Linked DNA regions of Mus musculus: region 1 is linked to region 2. Evidence: chromatin contacts called from public Hi-C data. All regions are on one chromosome and are shown on one strand. Each heading gives the region's core, a stretch centred on a gene start, on an enhancer-like site or on the middle of the called end of the contact. The rest is flanking DNA. Distances are from core to core; before and after follow the strand shown.

What was found. Hi-C and Micro-C count contacts between places; a contact is called where the count stands out from the background.
Region 1: a Hi-C map of peritoneal macrophages shows a contact between it and region 2, with 2.2 times the contacts expected there. The contact joins two enhancer-like sites. A contact is called at or near these places in 11 of 484 Hi-C or Micro-C datasets (the N1E-115 cell line, embryonic stem cells, muscle stem cells and 4 more), 2 of 115 datasets of contacts at active chromatin or transcription factors (extraembryonic endoderm stem cells and pancreatic cancer cells) and 4 of 9 other capture datasets (adipose tissue, embryonic stem cells, liver and 1 more).

What each region holds. Positions count from the first base shown.
Region 1 is chr11:118,364,978-118,369,627 of GRCm38.p6, forward strand. No RefSeq gene overlaps it. Among named protein-coding and RNA genes, the nearest start is that of Timp2, 12 kb to the left of the region's middle. Within about 2 kb of position 1,319, at least 99 of the 459 cell types and tissues checked have an H3K27ac peak or open chromatin away from gene starts, as enhancers often do. A contact at or near this core is called in the N1E-115 cell line, adipose tissue, macrophages and 2 more, where this site is marked.
Region 2 is chr11:118,234,838-118,239,168 of GRCm38.p6, forward strand. The region is part of intron 1 of Cyth1 (cytohesin 1); the gene reads right to left. Among named protein-coding and RNA genes, the nearest start is that of Cyth1, 12 kb to the right of the region's middle. RefSeq lists an enhancer at 3,535-4,331. Within about 2 kb of position 1,889, at least 62 of the 459 cell types and tissues checked have an H3K27ac peak or open chromatin away from gene starts, as enhancers often do. A contact at or near this core is called in the N1E-115 cell line, adipose tissue, macrophages and 2 more, where this site is marked.

The DNA of each region.
Region 1 (4,650 bases), core at 69-2,568, 130 kb after region 2:
AAAAAAATAAGGGGGAGAGTCTTGAAAAAGACATCCCAATGTTGACCTCTGGCCTACACACACACAGGAAATACAGAGTATAACAGGCTCCATCCAATGGTGTTGCCTAGAGCCTTGTAGGGGCCCAAGTGAGGGGTGAAGGCTGCTGCCTGGGAGAAATAATGGTTCAGGGGTTGGAGGCAGAGTCCTCCAGATAGCTGGGTAGGCACACTTGGAGAGCCAGTGTGCTGGATGTGTAAGGCCAGGGCCCAGGAGCCAGGCTGGCTGTGAGGAGGGGAGTGGGGTGGAGCCAGCGGTCAGCAGGGTCTGAGATGAGCTTTGGTGCGGGGAGCCTGCAGCAGCTGTTGGTGGTGACTCACTGCTGAGCAGAAAGATTGGAAACACATGTTCCCTCGGAGAGGCAGGCGTATTCATTACTCAGAGCTGAGGGTTCCTGTTGAACCTGAACCTGGGTGGGGGTTCAGCTGGCAGCAGGCAGTGGTGAAGCCCGGCTCACTGTCATCACTTGAGCCACTGACCTTGGCTCACCCATGACCAGACCGTAGGAGACACCGAGGGTTCATTTCTAAGATAATGGCTGCCAAGTATCACATTAGCCAGTCTGGTTGCCCTGTTGTCTATCCATTGGAAGTTCTTTTGTAGTAAATACCAGATATCATAGTTCCCTTTGGAAAAAAAAATGTGTGTGTGTGTGTGTGTGTGTGTGTGTGTGTGTGTGTGCACTCCCCTCATGGCCTACCTAGCATGGCTCCTCCCACTACCTGGTGTGGCTCCTCCCACTTCCCAGCATGGCTCTGCCCCACCTGCCTTGTCCTCGTGTGCTTTCCAGGCAAGTCCATGACCTGGTACCACTGTCCCTCCAACTCCACCAACACTCTTAGTTCAAATCCTTCCTTGCAATTCTTTCTTCTCCAAGGCCTGTTCTCCACCTGAGTGGGTCTGCACTGGTCGGAAAGAGCAGCATTCTAGAGAGATCAGAATGTCCCCTCAGGAGGCCCCTGGGTGGGAAGGAAAACACTTGAGCCACGATAGCCCGATAGCCGGTCTAGGAAACAATAGCCCCCTTGGACTCTTTCAGAATGGAAGATGCTCTCAAAGCTCAGCCCTGGAGGAAGCTCCATACTTTCTGACCCTGTTCCTGAAATTTGAGAGAGGTGTGTTCCCAGAAGGTTGTGTGCAGCCCCATTCCCAAGGCCTCTGATCTCTCCGGCCCTGGTAGAGAGGGAAATCTAAACCACGAGCAGGCAGCTGCTCTGGGCTGGAGGGTTATCTGGAAGGTGTGTCCTGGCTGCTCCAGGCTGGAGGGTCATCTGGAAGGTGTGTCTTGGCTGCTGCTCTCATGATGCTGGCTGCCAGGGAAAGGACTGCTTTCAGATTCTCTGTGATCTGAGAAGGAAAACAAGAGCAGGAGGGGAAGGGGGACTTGACTCACAGACTCAAGGATGCAACTGTGACCCTTGGCCTGGTTTGCAGAGGGAGAAACACAACAGATCTATGGCTGAGACAGTCCGGCTTTCATAACCATCCTCTCTCTCCTCTGGACCCAGGGCGGCAAGAGCTCTGTCTGCTGTTCTGAAGGGCAGTGACATAAAGCAGTCGCCACTGTGAGCACTGTCCCGAGATGTGGAAACGTGAATGGTTGGAGTCACCACAGCCCCAAATTTCCCCATCAAAAATGTCCGTCAGGACCATACCATTAAACCCAGCCAGCAGTCAGAAAGCAGAGGCAAGTGGATCTCTTTGAGTCTGAGTCTAGGGAAGGCTACGTAGTGATACTTTGTCTGAAAAAGCCCCAAACAGAAAACAGACAGCCACAAAGTACACCTCAGCTGGGGAGATGAGTCAGCGGGTAAGAGCACTGGCTGCTCTTGCAGAAGACCTGAACTCAGTTCTCTGTTGTGATTTGGTTTATTGCTTGTATTGTTAATTGGGTTCCCAAAATTACAGGAATTCGCACGTCTGCACTTAAGACACTGAGGGTCCACAGCATCAGTTGGCTTTGATTGGTAAATATTAAGTTGCTGGAGGCCAATGGTTGGGCAGCGAAACAGAGGCGGGACTTTTAGGATTCCTAGGCAAAAAGCAAAGGAAGAAGAGAAAGGGATTGCTATGGCAGGAAAGGGATAAGATCCAGGCTTGAAAGTGGCAGAAGAGAAAGCTTACAATCATGTAAGAGCCGGGCAAGAACAGCTTCAGCCCCCTCCCCCCAGCTGGGTGTCTAGGGTAGCAAAGATGAAATATCTTTAATAAGTAATAACTCAGGAGTATCGGCGGGGAGGTGTCAGCAACGTGGAAGTTTGGGAGTGCCCAGCCCTTGAGCTGATTAAGGCATATTAAATATAAGCTGCATGTGTGTCTTTTATCTGAGAATCCACAATATTGGGGCGTTATCGAGGAACTCACACTGCCGCTGCTGGGGAGATCAAAGTAGGTTAATTAACAACAGCACATGTCCCCAGCACCACATAGTGACTCGCAAAAATCCAGTTCCAGGGAATCCACCCTCTTCTGATACTGTATGTACATGGTAAACAAACACACATGTATGCAAAACACCTATACATGTAAAAATAAAAATAAAAATAAATAAATCTTTAAAAACTGTCCATCTGCCTTAGTCGGGGTTTCTATTCTTGTACAAACATCATGACCAAGAAACAAGTTGGGGAGGAAAGGGTTTATTCGGCTTACACTTTCATACTGCTGTTCATCACCAAAGGAAGTCAGGGCTAGAATTCAAGCAGGTCAGGAAGCAGGAGCTGATGCAGAGGCCATGGAGGGATGTTTCTTACTGGCTTGCTTCCCCTGGCTTGCTCGGCCTGCTTTCTTATAGAACCCAGGACCACCAGCCCAGGGATGGCTCCACCCACAGTGGGCTAAGCCCTCCCACCTTGATCATTAATTGAGAAAATGCCTTACAGCTGGATCTCATGGAGGCATTTCTCAAGGGAGGCTCCTTTCTCTGATAACTCCAGCTTGTGTCAAGTTGACACAAAACCAGCCAGTACATTATCAAATAGTGGACAGATGAGTGTATCCATTCAAGAGATTGTTATGGAGCCGTGAGAGTGAAGTTCTTATGTGTGTTCCATGAATGAATTTCAAAAATACTAGGCCAAGGCAGATGTGATGGCTAACACGCATATCCCCAGTACTCGGGAGGTTGAGACAGGAGGATTGTGGCGTTGAGGCCAGTTTGGCTTACTTAGCAAAACTCTGGGCTCCACCCCCAATACTACACACACATAGAAGAAAAGAACACGATGCTGGGTGGAGGAATCCACACAAGAAAGACTCACTGAAGTCCACTCCTGAGACACTGGCTGTGGAGAGCTGGGGTGGAAGGGATGGGACACAGGGTTGAGAGCTAAAGAGTAGATAGTTTCTGTAAAAATGACAAAAATATTCTCAAGTTGATAGGCAGTGCAAGACTTGGTGGATGTGTACATTCCAGAACTAGGGGCTGGAGAGACGGCTCGGTGGTCAAGAGCAGTGGTGCTTGTACAAAGGACTATGGTTCTGTTAGCAGATCCCACATGGTGCCTTGCAACAGTCTGTAAAAATAGGGAATCCAGCGACCTCTTGTGGCCTTTGGGGGCACTGCATACATGTGGTGTATATTACATACATACATACAGGAAGGCAAAACAGGAATATACATAAAACTAGATATTTTAAGCCTCCCAACAACATCAACCTCCCCACAGGATTATATACTTTAAATAGATTTGCTATGCATATGTGAATCATATCTCAGTATCACTATTAAAAAAGAAGAGTTTAGCCAGGCAATGTGGTGGCACATGCCTTTAATTCTGACATGCAGGAGGCAGAGGCAGGCAGATCTCTGAGTTTGAGGCTAACCAGGTCTACATAGCGAGTTCCAGGATAGCCAGGGCTACACAGAGAAACCCTGTCTCAAAAACCTAGAAAAAGGAGAAGAAGAAGGAGGAGGAGGAGGAGGAGGAGGAGGAGGAGGGGGAGGGGGAGGGGGAGGGGGAGGGGGAGAAAGAGGGGGAGGGGAGGAGGAGAAAGAGGGGGAGGGGAGAGGAAATCATGTCTGAGGATGTCACTCAGCAGAGCGTTCACTTAATGTGTGCACAGTCCTGGAATCCGTCCCCAGCACTACATAAACAGGGCATGGTGGTACAGTCTGTTACCCCAGCCCTTAGGAGGAGAAGGAGGCAGGAGGATCGGAAGCGTGAAGTCATCCTTAGCTAGATAACAAGTTCAAGGCAAATAAGGAGGAAAGAAGTGTAAATTGGACCTTGAAAGCTGAGTTGTTTCAAAGCCAGAGACTAGAAGCTGAGTCTGGAAGATGGCAGACAGCTTGCCTAAACCAGGGAGGAGCAAAGCACTGGTGGATGGACAGGCTGATTGGTGGACGGGCAGGCTGGGCAGGTTGATGGACACTGGTGGACCAGCAGGCTGGGCGGGCTGATGGGCAGAGAGGCTGGTGGGGAAGGGAGGTGGTGTCAGGGGACACACAGAGCTAGCGTACAGGGTGGACGCCCACTTCTCTCAGCTCTATGCAGTCAGAGAATGGCAAGAGCAGCTCCAGCACTGGTCAGGGGTTGAGGTAGGGTGGAGGAGGACAACACAGAAGCCATGAACAGGATGTGGGAAAAGACAAAGGTCCAATGCAGTGCC
Region 2 (4,331 bases), core at 639-3,138:
GACATGTCTAACTAGAAATTAGACAAGATCAGTCCCAACAACACTCAGTGTCCCTGTGGTGCTTCCTGTCCTCAGGTGACACCCAGGACAAAAACACCAGGACATATAGGCAGACAGAATAAGCCCCACGGGTGCCTGCATCCTAATCCCCGGAGCCCACAAAGGCAGCGGGAGACTTGACATTGCTCACAGGAGAGCGAAGTGACCTCCAGTCATCTAGGTGGACACAAGTCTCATAAAAGGGGAAGAGACGAAGAAGAGTCTCTTCACTGTCATGTCATTGTGGGATGTGAGGGAGATTCCACTGGCCACTGCAGGCTCTGAAGTGGGGAGGAGGGGCTAAGAGCCAGAGTGCTGCAGCCTTTTACAAGCTACTGGCCTCTTGGAGGAGCAAACACTGGGACATGCTGGACGGCTCGCTCTTCCTTCCTTCCTTCCTTCCTTCCTTCCTTCCTTCCTTCCTTCCTTCCTTTTAAAAAAGATTTATTTATTTTTATTTATATGAGTACACTATAGCTGTCTTCAGACACACCAGAAAAGGGCATCAGATCCCATTACAGATGGTTGTGAGCCACCATGTGGTTGCTGGGAATTGAACTCAGGACCTCTGGAAGAGCAGCCAGTGCTCTTAACCACTGAGCCACCTCTCCAGCCCACTGGCTGCTATTTCATCCCATTTGACTAGACTTCTACCTCCAAAGCCATAAGGTGGCAGGTCACTGTCATCACTTTTGACAGCAGCAGCAAGAAGCTAACTCATGGAGTGTCTTCTTTTTCTTTCTATATATCCTAAAGACCCCCAAGGTAAAGTAGTATTCCACCAGAGGTCTGTCTCCCTAGCTGTGTTCTTCCGGTTTTAAAAATCAAACACAAAAAAACTCAACTATCAATTTTTAATCCTTAAGGGATTAAACACTTGATGTTTCCTTAATTAATTCATCTTCCTATAGGTTACATTAGCCCCTTTAAAATAATATATTGGTACCCTCATCTTTATAGTATAGAATAATTATATCTTTCCAAGCAAATGTCCATTTTAAAAATAAATTGTACTGAAATATCAAAGACACAAAGTGATCTAGGGACACACACCTTTAATCTCAGCACTCAGAAGGCAAAGGAAGTCAGATCTCTGTGAGTTCAAGACCATCCCTGGTCTACATTGCAACTTTCAGGCCAAGCAAAGGCTACAGTGTTAGAGCCTGTAAAAGAAGAAGAAGAAGAAAAAGAAAAAGAAAAAGAAAAAGAAAAAGAAAAAGAAAAAGAGAAAGAGAAAGAGAAAGAGAAAGAGAAAGAAAAAGAAAAAAAGAAAAGGAAAAAATCAGCCGGGTGTGGTGGTGCATGCCTTTAATCCCAGCACTCGGGAGGGAGAGGCAGGGGGATTTCTGAGTTCGAGGCCAGCCTGGTCTACAGAGTGAGTTCCAGGACAGCCAGGGCTACACAGAGAAACCCGGTCTCGAAAAACAAAAACAAAAACAAAAACAAAAACAAAAACAAAAAAAAAAAAAAGAAAGAAAGAAAAGAAAAGAAAAAAATAATCAAAGGCATAAAATGTCTCCTCACTTTCCAAACAGTCCAACAGTGACAGGTTCAAATGTTTACTCCATAGCAGCTACATCAGGAACCAGACCTCCAAACAGGCCACAAACCTACAGAACAGGAAAGCAAGCCACATGAGCTACAAGGGCTCTGCTTCCAAGTGGGATTAACAACTGCTATGACCAATCCTATGACTTTAGCTCCTATGTTGAATCAGAAATCCAGGATTCAGTCAACAAACTTAGAGCCAATGTACAGAGCCTTGGTAAGCATGTAGGTTGAATCAGATAACAAGAGAGGAAGTCCTGTCTATTGAGTGGGACTAACAGGGTCAGAAGTCACTGCAGCAGGAACCCCTGGGCCTCTGTGAGACATCCCAGACACAGAGGAGCCTTCCTGCTGCCCTGTAGTACACTCCTAAAGCGCTGCTTCCTCTGGAGGAAGAGACTGGGATGGGAGGCCAGAGTCCTTATAAAACCTCCCCAGCCTAAGCGTAGCCATCAATCCTCGAGGAATCACACCTCCTCCACTCTTTGTGACTGAAATCTGAGCAGAGAGAGAACCTGTAAATATCTGGGTGGTGGTTAGAAACCACAGAAAAAGGAAATCATGTAGCAGAAGGTAGCTGTTACAGCACCAGAGGGTCTCCGAAGCTCCGCCCACTCAGTCCAGTTGTCTGGTAGTCATCTTCACCAGAGCAGCAGTCCACCAGGAGGCATCAGAACAGGATGCCATCAGCGTTTCCAAGGCACCTAGATGTGCTCCTGAGACCCACAGCCTGCACTTAGGATGCCAGGTGCCCTTCCCTCAAAGACAGTCAGCATTCTTCCGTAGGTCCTGAACCTGAGCCCCACGTTCACTCTTAACCTGCAATGCTTGAGCTCTCTGGCCTGTGGACCACCCTGACCGAAACCTGCTCCTCCTCTGGAGAGCCATCAGTCAGGGACACAGACCTGGCTCTGTTCTGTTCCTCCACTGAATGGGGAGCCTTTGTCTTCAGCCTTGACGAGGCTCTAGGTGGCTGTGAGACAGTGCATTCAGACATGCTAGAGGCAGGCTCACCAATGCAGACCTAGGCAGCTGCATCTCTCCTATGTTCTGGCTGCACAACCACCAACCTGGAGTGTCTGGACTCCAGGGAATCAAAGACCAGGCTGCATGACCCTGGTGCTACCAGCCAAGCTGTTTGCCAGAGGCCCTGAGAGGACACGGGCTTGACCAAATTACTACCACCCAGCAAGCTTAAGAGACAGAAACTACTTTTACCCAGGATCCCCAGAAACACCACAACCCTAAGAGTCTCAACAACTCTTTCAATATAAATGATTCAGTAACCTGCAACACAGGCCACGCAGAGACGTGGAACTATGTCCAGCTATGAGGTAAAGATAAAAAGTTTAAAATGTGGATAACAAGTATGTATAGCATAGGACAATGCATAAGATGTGTACTAATGGGTGGGGGCAATAAGAAGGAGCCGAGGACATAGCTAATCTGCTGGAAGAGCAGCTCAAGTTGGAGAAAGCAAGGTCCTGAGGATGCCAGGAGGGAAAGGAGAGCTGGCAGGGGGGGAGAGAGGGGAAGCAGGGGGAGCTCTGGGAAGAGGAAGAAAGGTGGGAAGGAGGAGGAGGAAGAGTGGGGAGGAGAAGGAAATGGAGGAGAAGGAAATAGAGGAGGAGGGGGGCCCTCTCTTCACTGACAACAACCCATCCCTCACAGTAGGGGTTAAACAGCAAGTGCAAAGTGCTAGCAGTTTACCAAGGTGGAAGCAACTCAACAGGGTGACCCCTGATTGGGATGTTCCACCTTAACCTAGAGCTTAGGTCCCAGTTTTGCCCTGCTGCCATCACAGCACTCCAATAGTCCCGAAAACATCCGACTCACCAAACGCCTCTGCTGTGAGCTTTATGAAAGTAGAACCTGTGTTGTTAAGTTCTCAAAACAAGTACTCTAGGCAGAGAAGAGGGATCTGCTTGTTTAAGTTGACTATACAAGTGGATAGCAAGAGCACTGGCTTCTAAAGCACCTGGGTTCAGCACCTGCACAGCCATCTGTAACTCCAGTGAGAGACCAGTCTATCTCAAAGGACCTGGATAAACGGCCAGGAGATCTGTCTCCTTCTGGCCTGCACACACATGTACACAAAACACCATACATAGATAATAACAATAATATATTAATTTTCAGGAGGCAGAGGCAGGTGGATCTCTGTGAGTTCAAGGCCAGTGTGGTCTACAGAGTGAGTTCCAGGACAGCCAGGGCTACACAGAGAAACCCTGTCTCAAAAAACAAAAAAACAAAACAAATGAACAAAAACTGAGAGAGGGGGTTGGAAACAGTTCTGTCATGAGTGCTTGTCTTGAAGCATGAGAGCCTCAGTTTGATCCACAGACCCCACATAAAAATTCTGGGAATATGCACTTGTTGTAATCCCAAGTGCTGAGAGGCAGAGGCAGGCAAATCTCGGGCTTACTGGCCGGCCAGCCTAGCCTACTCGGTGAGCTCCAGACCAGTGAGAGACCAGTCTAACTCAAAGGACTTCACCCTGAAGATGACACCAGAAAGGGGCGGGGGGGAGAGAAAGACAGAGAAAGAGAGAAAAGGGGAGAGAGGAAAAGAGAAAGGAAGAAAGAAAGAGAGAGAGAGAGAGAGAGAGAGAGAGAGAGAGAAAGAGAGAGGGAGGGAGAGAGAGAGAGAGATAATGAGGATCTCATGGTTTCAAGCCTGAATACCTGGGATGGTCAATGAAGAACGACAAAAGGAAAGTTGTTCGTGTGTGTGAGGGACTCCAG